2 separate regions of the Mus musculus genome follow, and region 2 is linked to region 1. The links are chromatin contacts, called in public HiChIP or PLAC-seq maps. All regions are on one chromosome and are shown on one strand. Each heading gives the region's core, a stretch centred on a gene start, on an enhancer-like site or on the middle of the called end of the contact. The rest is flanking DNA. Distances are from core to core; before and after follow the strand shown.

The links. HiChIP or PLAC-seq counts read pairs in DNA pulled down with a chosen protein or histone mark.
Region 2: a contact with region 1 is called in a FOXA1 HiChIP or PLAC-seq map of pancreatic cancer cells. The contact joins two enhancer-like sites. A contact is called at or near these places in 4 of 484 Hi-C or Micro-C datasets (3T3-L1-derived adipocytes, conventional dendritic cells, embryonic stem cells and 1 more) and 4 of 115 datasets of contacts at active chromatin or transcription factors (the HPC-7 cell line, kidney, microglia and 1 more).

Annotation. Positions count from the first base shown.
Region 1 is chr1:151,614,542-151,620,046 of GRCm38.p6, reverse strand. The region is part of intron 1 of Niban1 (niban apoptosis regulator 1); the gene reads right to left. Among named protein-coding and RNA genes, the nearest start is that of Niban1, 46 kb to the right of the region's middle. Within about 2 kb of position 3,311, at least 34 of the 459 cell types and tissues checked have an H3K27ac peak or open chromatin away from gene starts, as enhancers often do. A contact at or near this core is called in the HPC-7 cell line and pancreatic cancer cells, where this site is marked.
Region 2 is chr1:151,717,678-151,723,182 of GRCm38.p6, reverse strand. Niban1 (niban apoptosis regulator 1) reads right to left here. Exons shown (of 14, transcript NM_022018.3): 14 at 3,836-5,505. The coding sequence ends at 4,837. Among named protein-coding and RNA genes, the nearest start is that of Gm41969, 16 kb to the left of the region's middle. Within about 2 kb of position 3,197, at least 35 of the 459 cell types and tissues checked have an H3K27ac peak or open chromatin away from gene starts, as enhancers often do. A contact at or near this core is called in the HPC-7 cell line and pancreatic cancer cells, where this site is marked.

The DNA of each region.
Region 1 (5,505 bases), core at 2,062-4,561:
ATCTTGGGTTGTATATGAGTTCCAGGCCAGCCTGCTCTTCAGAGAGACACCTGACTCAAACAACCGAACTAACTAAATCTGACCTTCATCCACCAGCAGAGGCGACATGCCATACAGTGGATATTGTCATGTCCCTCTTCTGGTCAATATCACCTTGAACTTCTTTAATTCGGCCTCAGCTCTTATCTCTAGCTCCTCCGCTATGCACAGAGCACCTGAATACCGATGATGTCATCTTCCTTGGATATTCTGGCAACATCACCTTGATCTTGGCTTTTAAGCACAATGAGACTCTGAACTGCTGATACTGTCTACTTTCCTGGAACTCACAGATGCAGACAACCCTCAGCTTATCTTAAAAATCAAATTGGAAATCTGCCTAGAAGGCTCTGCTGAGTGACTCCCCGTCATCCGTCACTTGAATTGACGTAAAAGGCTCCCAGTCCTATACGTCTGTATTCACACAGCCCTTCGCCTAAATCCCCAGTGGATCTGTTTCTACAGTGCAGCTGATGTCATGCTTAGGTGCCCTCTCTCTCTAGTACAGTAGCTCACTGAAAATGCCTTCCTCTTGTTGGTTCCTAGGAACAAGAGGTCAGCACAGGGCACATAAATAAGACTTCATAAATATTTGCTGGTTTGCCAGTTAGACATTAGCTGTACGTCACGTACACTCTCCCTGCACACCGTCCCAGACTTTGGAGTCCCTCCAAAGGACTCCAGAGAAAGCAAATGAAGAGCTAATTTTCCACACAAACAGAACATACCTGTCACTAACTTAGAACGCATGCCTCTGAAATTCCCTAGGAGACCCCATTTGAAAACTGTTCTGAGTTCCATGTGATAGGCATTTATTCTCCCTTCATTGGGGAACCAGAGTTTTCAAATATATAGTAATTTGTCAAAAGGCCTGACCTAAAGAAATGTGTTTAATTATGCGGTAACATAGCATGAGATAAACTGGGGAAAGATGACCCATAACATGAGTGTTTTAAAATCCTGGACAAAAAGGATCGGCCTGAGGTGTGTGTGAATCAGGCTAAGCTGCTGGCAGCACCTGGGGCTAAGGAGAGGTGAGGTGAGGTGAACAGTTCTCTTCCTTTTTGCTCAATCCCTGCTAAAGCTCACACTTCCTCTGGGAGTAGCACAGGAAGCATCCAAACGGCACTTTTACAAAGGGGGTTTTCAAGGTGAATCTTCCATAGGAGCAGGCTCACGCGGCACAAAAAGACCAAGTTGATTTAATCCAGCTCAGTGTGAGGCAGAAAAAGTCAACTGTAAGCAGTCTGGATACCAGAAGTTAGGTACTTACTGGAAAGAAAGATAAGACTCAAATTTACTTTGGAAATAATTTACAGAGAGAGAGAGAGAGAGGGAGGGAGGGAGGGAGGGAGGGAGGGAGGGAGAGAGAGAGAGAGAGAGAGAGAGAGAGAGAGAGAGAGAGAGAGAGAGAATCCCTTGAGAAGAAGAGAGTGGCTGTCTCATACTGGCCTTGGCTGGTTTTCATGGGGGACCTCTGTGGTACTTGTCTGGGTAAGGGGATCAGGTGAAGAAAGGCTGTTTGCCCATCACCTCCCCGGGAAGCAGGCTCTGTAAACATCCTCAGTACTGGGTAATTCCTTCTGAGTCACCGGTTCTTCAACCATTTCCATATAAGTAACTAATGTACAAACCACGAATAATAACCCAAATAAAGGTTCACCCCACATACTCAAAAACAACTGGTAGATTGAAGGAAATGTTCTTACAAGGAAAAAATGGTGAAAAAGCCTTTTCTCATTCAGGCACCTAGGCACAGAAAGCAAAAATATATAGCTTTGATGCTAAGATTTTACCCACCTTCAAATTAATTTACCCAAAATTGTTCCTGTCTAAAGGAAATTCAAGGACAAAAATGGAGCAGAGACTGAAGGAATGGTCGACTAGTGACCAGCTCACCTTGGGATCTATCTCATGGGTGGGCACCAAACCCTGACACTATTTACTACTGATGCTATGTTGTGCTTGCAGACAGGAGCCTAGCATGGCTGTCCTCTGAGAGGCTCCACCAGCAGCTGCCTGAGACAGATGCAGATGCTTACAGCCAACCATTGGACAGAGATCGGTGACCCCTATGGAAGAGTTAGGGAAAGGACTGAAGGAACTGTAGAGGCTGGCAGCGTCCCCATAGGAAGATCAACAGTTTGGAAGTCAACAACATAGGAAGTCAACTAACCCAGACCCCTGGAAGCTTCCAGGAACAGAAACTAAGCCACCAACCAAGGAGCATTCATGAGATGGTCCAAAGCCCCAGGACATGTGTAACAGAGGGCTACCTTGTCTGGCCTTAGTGGGATAGAATTGCCTAATCCTATAGAGACTTGATGCCTCAGAGGAGGGGGGTTTGGGGGGAGAGGTAACTTTTCAAGGGTGAAGGGGGGTGAGGGAAAGAACTCTGGGAGATAGGACCAAGAAGGGCAGCAACATTTGGGATGCAAATAAATAAAATAATTAATAATCAATAAAAGAAAAAAATGTTAAGTAAGTCATGCCGACCAAAGTAAGGGAAATGAGTGGGAAGGGAATGAGGCAAATGATAAAAAGGAAGTGGGTTTGAGTTTTCACCCATGGAGCATCGGGACTAGGACACTGCAATGTGCAACATGGAGGACCAAAGGTCTTAAGAACAAAACTCAGAGCCTGTGAGTGGCTGATCACAGCGACATTAAGTGCATCCCAGTTAGCCTTTTGTGGCCCTATGAAAAGGCCAAAAGAAAGTAACCAAGAAAGATCAGGAAAAGAGAAAGAATTATGAAGTGGGCAATTCTGGTGTCTTTGGAAAGTCAGTTATGTCAAAGAACGTTTCGCTGAAGCAGACACAGGTAAAAGGATGTTTTGCTAAGGCAAACATGTGAAAGGACGCATGGTGTTAAGAAGGACCCAATAGACAGAGGATGACACTGGGTGGTATTGGTACGCCTTACCATTGATTATTAGTCATCATTTGTCATGATTCCATAGAGAGAAATGCACCAAAAAACTGGTGTTGCTCCTAGGACTCGGCCAGTTGGCAGAATGATGTCAGCTGATACAGACTCACCTGGAGTTTTGTTGAGGAAAGACCCATGGGAGGATTCATGATGTTTGAATATTCATGATAAATAGAATTCAATGGACATTGACTGGGGGCTTGCATGGCTAGCTTTGCAACACTTCTTGGACCTTCTTGGTCTCCTCACATTGTTGAGAGAGGCACCACAGAGAACTTCTCCTGGTGTCCCTGCTAGCACTGGTTGCTTCTGCTGACTCATCCTAATCTTCTGCTGAGTCATGCCATCGCTGCTGATTCATGTTTGCTATCCGGCACTCCTAAATTGGACTGCTGGTGTGTTCGTGAAGTGTTTGAGGGTGGATCAAGCTGCTGCTGCTAAATCCTATGAACTGAACTGCTGATTTCCTGACAAGCAAAAGAACCATTTCTAAACAGGTCCACTGCCCCTGTATCCTAATAACCTTACTTTCTCACTACCTCTCATGGGTGGTGGGCTAGAAGGGAGGTTAAAGCATGTAAGAATCCTTATTTAAAAGTAGGATTTGTGAAAATTTTAAGCAACAGAATTATATTGAAAATCCATTTACATTTACCATCAAACGAATGCAAATTATTAGATAATAATCTATGGGAAACATTTTAAATATGGAGAGACAACAGCAATGATTTTGCATACACAATCATCTGAGACCACTCAAAATTCAGTACATCGAATTTTTAAAAAATTTACATTACAGTGTGTGTATGTGTGTGTGTTCATGTAGAGAACAATTTGTAGTCTTCTATGTTCGTCTTCTATCATGTGGGTCATGATGTGGAATTTGGGTGGTAAGATTTGACATCTGGCACCTTTACCCCTTGACTCATCTCACCCACCCAATCTTAAATATCTTAGCTATAAAACTGGGTACTTTATCTGCTCCTGTGATGTCATATAAAAATAGAAGCAAATAAAAAGTTTATCACATCAAACACTTATCTCTTGATTTAATCATGCGTAGTAAAAGATGTGCTGTTACATTGAGAGTAATTTATGGGAAAGTACTCATAAAAGAGGATTGATATGTAAAAAATGTATCGGTAATAAAAATAAAAACATTATGAACATAAACTTCCTCTTATAGACTGACTCTAGAGAAATTAAAAAAAAAAAAAAAGCTACAGATTAGAGAACTTGCCTGGGAGCAGCTACGCCAGAAGCCAGGAGCCTGTTCCTCCTATTTTCAGACAGAACTGTATGCATCATAGACATACATCATTTTATAATAAGAAAGGTTCTTATCAAAAAATCAGTACCAAAGTATAATAATCTGCTTACAAAACACACAATATTTGCCCAAATAAAATGGTTGCGTGAAACCACGTGATCGTGACAGAAACTGTTTTTGTTATAGCAAACACCCACTTTGCAAGAAGCAACTTAGAATGTCTAATAATTGCTTCTCTTCTCACTTAAATACTTAAGTACCCTAAGATCATAATGTTCTACTTCCCAAATGATAAATAGTAAATCTGGTTTTCTGGTTTTCTAAATGCTGGTAGGTGTATGCCAAACTTGTTTTTTGAAAACAACAAATCTTTGATTCCACCCCCCCCACCCTCTCTCTCTCTCTCTCTCTCTCCCACTCTGCACTCTTTTTTTAATAAACGAAACTTATTTGTATGATACTTTCCATTTAAAGTAGGTCTTATTTTTTAAATCCATCAGAATTGCATTTTTCCCTTAACAACAAAGCACGTTAACCACGGCTAACTGGGTTAGTTTGGTCACTGCTAACTGGGTTAGTTTGGTCACTGCTAACTGGGTTAGTTTGGTCAAGGCTAACTGGGCTAGTTTGGTCACTGCTTAGTCATCATGTTAAAGATGAAACCTAATTGGTAAGTTCTCTCCAAATGCTACGAGGTCGATGTCTGCTGCTGAGCACTGTGCTTGGGCTTTTACTTCTGTCATCTCAGCATCTACCCGGCTCCCAAGACTGCACCCAGCAGACTGGAACTCTGCCCTGGAAACAAACAGGAATCAGAGGGAATTAAAAACAGGAATTAAGAGCTATTCCACCATCTCTGAGTTGGAGGCTAACCTGGTCTACAGATCAAGTTCCAGGACAGGCAGGACTACACAGAGAAACCTTGTCTTGAAAAACCAAAACAAACCAAACCAAAAACAAGCAAACAAAACCAAAAGCTATTCTACTCCAATGCAGGGCGAAACCTGCCTTACTCTCGTGCCAGTGACCCTGGTGCCACAGTCCTGCACAGCCTCTTGGGGACTACATAGAGTTTGCTGAGCTCCTTTTAACCTTCGTTCCCAATTTCACTCTGGTTTTTTTTTTTTTTTTTTTTTTGTAGTCAGCAACTGGAGTAAAGGGAATGTGGTAAAACTCACACCTACCGATGTCGCAAGTAATGAACAATGAAGAAAAGTCTGCAGAGATTAGACTCAGGCACTCCGCTGAGCAGACAGTATGAAGTCT
Region 2 (5,505 bases), core at 1,948-4,447, 100 kb before region 1:
GAATATAGGTCAAAGATGTGTGAGTATAAAGCAGGCATCCCAAGCCCCGTGAGGAAGGGACATCATCTGCCCTGTCTGCCTTGTCTCCATCCGGGGTGGAGGGTCTTTATCAATTCATTCTTCCAATGTGTGTTAAGCATTTTCGGTGTGCAAGCGTGCTGCTCTGAACTCAAATTGAAGTATCCCTTCCCCAAAGCATAGGGAAATCAGATGGCTGCAGTGGAGTGAGAGAGGATGACCAGAGGTAGGTGAGTAAAGCAGGACCGAAGTTCAGAAAATAATGCTGAGTGGTATGGGAACACAGTAGAGGGTATGTTCTGATGTGGTGTCCGGACTCTTTCAAGCAAAAGAAGGAGGAGGAGGGGGAGGGGGAGGAGGGGGGAGGAGGAGGAGGAGGAGGAAGGGAGGGGGTAGAGAAGGAAGAAGAGGAGGAGGGAGGAGGAAGAAGAGGAGGAGGAAGGGAGGGGGAGGAGGAGGAAGAAGAGAAGGAGGGGGAGGAGGAGGAAGAAGTGGAGGAGGGGGGAGGAGGGGGAGGAAGAGAAGGAGAAGGGAGGAGGGGGAGGAGGAGGAAGAAGAGGAGGGGGAGGAGGAGGGAGGAAGGAGAGGAGGAGGAGGGAGAGGGAGGAGGAGGAGGGAGGAACTGGCCAGTTGGAGGAGAGTTGGATGCTTCCTCTGTTCAAGCAGAGGCAGATCCAAGTGACCCCTCCAAGACCTCCACCTATCCTGCCTAAGTCACTCTCACTCAATGACCACCTCATCTAAGAAGGAGAGGCAAGCAGAGTTTTAAGTCAATTCCCATTTGTTAGTGTGGCTATGCAGAAATCCTGGAGAGGCCGCTCTAAATGACCTTCACACATGGGAAGCTTGATCCGCAAAGAGAAGGGAGCGATGACCTATCATCCATCCTACAAATCACCATACAAAGCATTAGGGATGTCTCCCATCCCATCCCTGCTGTCCTTGATTCCTCCTCTGTATTTTGTTTTCTCCTGAATTAAGTTGTTGGTACAGAGCTAGGTCTGTCACCATAGATGAAGTTTATGCCATTTGAGGAAACAAATGTGTGTTCTAGGTTCTCCCTGGCTACATCCCCCCTGAGAATTTGCGTTTGACAGCATCAAGGGTCCTGCCGACTGCAGTCTCTTGTATTTCTATACCATTCACAGCATCAAGGAGATACACAGCAACGCTTTTTTTTTTTAATTTGGACGAGCGAATTCACGGATAAATGAGCAACTGTGAATGTTAGTAAGTAAACACTTTTATTTATAATTACAGAAGGAAGGAATGTTTTACTCAGTCTCACCAGCTGAAAATAGACTGCAGTTTGAACAGCCGTTCAATTATATCAAGAGTAATTGCCCATTGCTGGATTATGGATGTGATCCAATTCCTTGAAAAATAAGCATGTGTGTGTATTATCAAAGCGGAATTTCACTGGACACTAAGTGGTGCCCCGGTGGATTTCTCCCCAACAAGAGAAATTAGTCTCCGGAGCCAGCAGGAGTGACTCGCCTTGTCACTTCCAAGGACTGTTCCTGCAGCTCCACTGTGTGACATTTACCTAAAAGATTTACCTAAAAGATGGAGCCAGCCCCATTCTAACTAAAGGTATCTGGACAGCCCTCCAGGGCTGAGTGTTTTCTTGGCAAATAGGCACTTGGCAGAGTACATACATGGTTACAACATGTGCTTAGTTTACTTGCTTTGTATGGTGAATGCAAAAATGAAACGTAAATACACGGTTACATCATGTTCTTAGTTTACTTGCTTTGTATGGTAAATGTAAAAATGAACCACAGTGTGGAATTCTTTTTCCCAAAGTCCCAGACTTCAGAAAGCAAATCCCTGGTCATGTGTGTTTATGGCAGAGAAGGCATTCTCACATCCTGAAACTATGTTATGGTGTATGTCAATGATGTCAAACCCTCTGCCATATTGAAATCATGAATGGCTATTTAGCATATCTCACATACATCATGTAGCCTCCCCTCCCCCCAACCACCACCTGGGGGTTGAACTAGGACCTCCAGCCTGCTAGGCAAGTACTGGGCCTGAAACCATGCCCTCAACTCATGTAACACTTCACAAAAATAACAAATTAAAATCACTTGATAATGATAAAAATGAAAATGATAAAAATCCTCAGAAGTCACAGGCTTTAATCTAAAGAATTACAAGGGCAAACATGAGGGTCCATAGACTAATTCTTCACATTGGAACTCTCTGGAAAAAGACACTGGAATCTGGCCTTGTAGTCTCCAAAATGCTTTTTAAAATGTGGTGTGTGTGTGTGTGGTGGGGTAACTGCATAATTTCATACACTGTGCCAAGGTTACCAGAACAAGTCATTTTTTTTTTCAAGGAAAATCTCTTTGTAAAAGGTCAGTAAATAACATAACTAGTTTAAAGTCCTGGAGATTTGGCCATGAACCAGGAGTTTGCAAGAGCTTTGCCCAAGGCAGAGACGGCACATTCAGATCACAAGCGCCTTGGTCCCTCATGGAAACACTAGAACACACACAAACCTATGAAAAGCAAGACAAGTGTTAGACATGTTACCACACACAGAGACTATCTTTAGTGCACTGCAGGGTCCTTGTCCATCTTGCCATGTCACTGCTGTCTTGCCTGGTTTGGAGACCTTGGCTGTGTGGAACATGGAGGGAAGTGTTCTTGGCGTTTTCTAGAACATTGTGCTACTTAGTGCCTACTCCTCTCTGGCCTTCTGGATTGGCACTAACCCTCACCCAGCCAACTGAGTGACATGAACTCTCGGTTATTCTTAGCTTCTCATGGGGTGCAGGAGGTGAGCAAAGGCAGGGGAGATGAGAGGTTCTGGAGCAGGGTTGGCATGAGCTGGGGCTCCACAATAGCTGTGGCTCTCTGAGAAAGAAGGGTAGTATCTGTGGGGCTAGATGCTGATCTCTTGGCGCTCTGCCTTACTGCACATTCTGCTGGCCATTTGGCTATCTGCCTCTTCAGCTTTGGACTTTATTTATGGGCAGCTTCAACAAGGTCAGAAAGCTTTATTAGAAACATCTCCCTGCCTAAAAGCAAGCCCCGAATAGCCCCCGCACAGCATCGTGCCAGGTGTTTGGCTCCCACATTTCCTGAGTAGCATGAAAGTTGTCAGTCCTTATCCTAGGCCCTGGGATGTTGAAGTTACTTGGCAAGCAGGAAGCCATTATTCAAGGACACAGGTTTCCAGCAGAAAGAACAAGCGATGACTAATCCCCAGTGTCAGTCCTTGAAGGAAGGAGGAGGTGGTGGAAGTAAACATAATTTGGGTGCACCATGCTAAAAGTCGGGTAAAAGGCCAGCGGGGAGTATAGGAGATGGGCTCTCCCTTCCTCACATACTGGCGAGAAGACTGGTTAGTCCTTCCTCACTTAATTGTGGGATATCTCATGGATGCAGCCTTTCTAAGAAAAGGTGAAGTGATTCAGTATGAGGCCATGCTGGTATGATCGTTACTCATCCTCTATGACTTAGAAGCCCCAGAAAGTCTTTGTGGGAGAGGTGGGGAGGGTGATAGCTTAATTCCCAATTAAACGGCTAAGTGTGGGATAACATCTCTCAAGGAGGTGCTTGATGGTGCTGGGTAAAACCAACCCTGAAGCCAATGTGTGACGTCTTTACTGCAACTGAGCGCATTTATCCCCTACGCTGACAGTTATGGGTTGCAATCTATTTTAGAGGTGAATTTCTTTCTGTTTCCTTCAGAAAGAAGGAACACTGGTGTTTCCATCATGGCATCCCCAGGCTTGGGGCCTGATAGGGAACCTAAGAAAACAATTTGTTGAATGATCAAACAATTTCTACATTGGTAAAGTCTTTGGTAAACTTAAATAGCTTTATTCATTCCTTTTTTCATTCATTAATTCCTTCCCTCCCTCAGAAAATAAACCAGAACCTTGTGAATGGGAAGAGTGAAAGCCAGCATGGTTTAAAACTTAAAAATTGGAATAAATACTCTTTTCTTCTAGACTAAATTTTCACGAGCCTTTTAATTTATATGAAGCAAAGCACCTGATCTCTTATTTATTACTGTGACGAACAGAGCATACGGTAGCTGTTCAAATAATGTCTGTGTAATTGGCAGGTTTTGAGCTAGAACATTTAGCCAAGCACTTTGTACAGCCCAAGGCTAATTTGTGCCAATGAAATCTCTTGCCCCATCTGAGTTTCCTTAAAAGGTGATTAATTAATATAAACCAACAAAATTAACCAACAAGGAATTGATAGCAGGATTAGGAACAGGTCTAGATAGATGCTGCACAGACCTTTCACCTTGGATTTCTGCTCTGCATCACCTGAGATCTACGAGCCGTGAGTGGCTCTGGGTACTTTACAGGACAGGGACGCCTGGTTCCCAACTTCCTCTTTCGTGTGGCCTGATTGTGGACAAGAGACAGTGAAGCCGACTGAGTGGGTGGTGTGGCTGGAGTCCTTCACGTGCTTGATTAGAATGCCTTCAAGTGCAGTTCGAAATGTGTACCATGTTTCGGTGAAGAGAATATTGAGGTGTCATTTGCTGCTCCTACACTGGCCCCTCTCTGGAGCCCCTTGAACTGCCTTTCACCCCCAAGGCTCCAGTTCTCCTACCCCATTTCTACTAAAATGCTAAAGCGATCATTCATAGGGAGCACTTCAGCTCCTCAAAGACAGCTCAGCGCTCACACCCGCTAGACATTTCCTCTGGCTTCACCATTCAAATCAAAGAAATATTTCATAACTTTTATAGCAAGTCACATGCAACCCCCCTAAGGATACCCCATAACTAAGACCCCCCTTGCTGACAGTTTTAAAAGAAAAACGGCTAGCAAACTGTTCCTACCACTCCTCTGAGGGCTGCTCTGGGGAGCTCACATCAAAATCATGTACGGCTAGGATGTCAGTGCTCAGGGTATCCTCCACCAGCCACTGACAAGCATGCTCATGAGTATCATTGACTTGCTCTGTATCCATACCAAGGGCTGAGCTATCCTCCCCTCCCAGCACTTCTTGATCCCCAGAAGCCTGGGCCACCTCATTGCTCTCCATGGGACAGATGGGGTTAGAGCTTAACGTGGCATCTTCTTGAGGTGTGACTGTCACCGAATGCTCAGCCTCACCTCCTGCCTGGGGGCTGTCCTCTGTAGAAACTATGGCTGGGAGCACCTTCTCTGCTGGCTCTTGAGCCTCAAATGGCTCCTCTATGGGGCCTGGACAGCTGGTGTTCTCAGTGAGCCCCCCACTGGTGGACTGAGAGGTAGAGCCTCTACCCTCTGGCAGTATCCCCAAGTCCACCCCAGGAGCCTCAGCTTCCAAAGGCTGGGCCTCCTTCTCTCTGACTTCCCTTTCTTCACAGCTGTCCTGCTGGATGGCAGCTGGGTGGCTGGCTTCTGGGTGGATCTTGCTTTCTTCTTCTTTTATATTCTCTTGGGGAACAGGTGTCCCGTTGTGGATATCATTTTCAACCACCGGGGCAGACTCTACGGACACCGTCACAGTCAACAACTT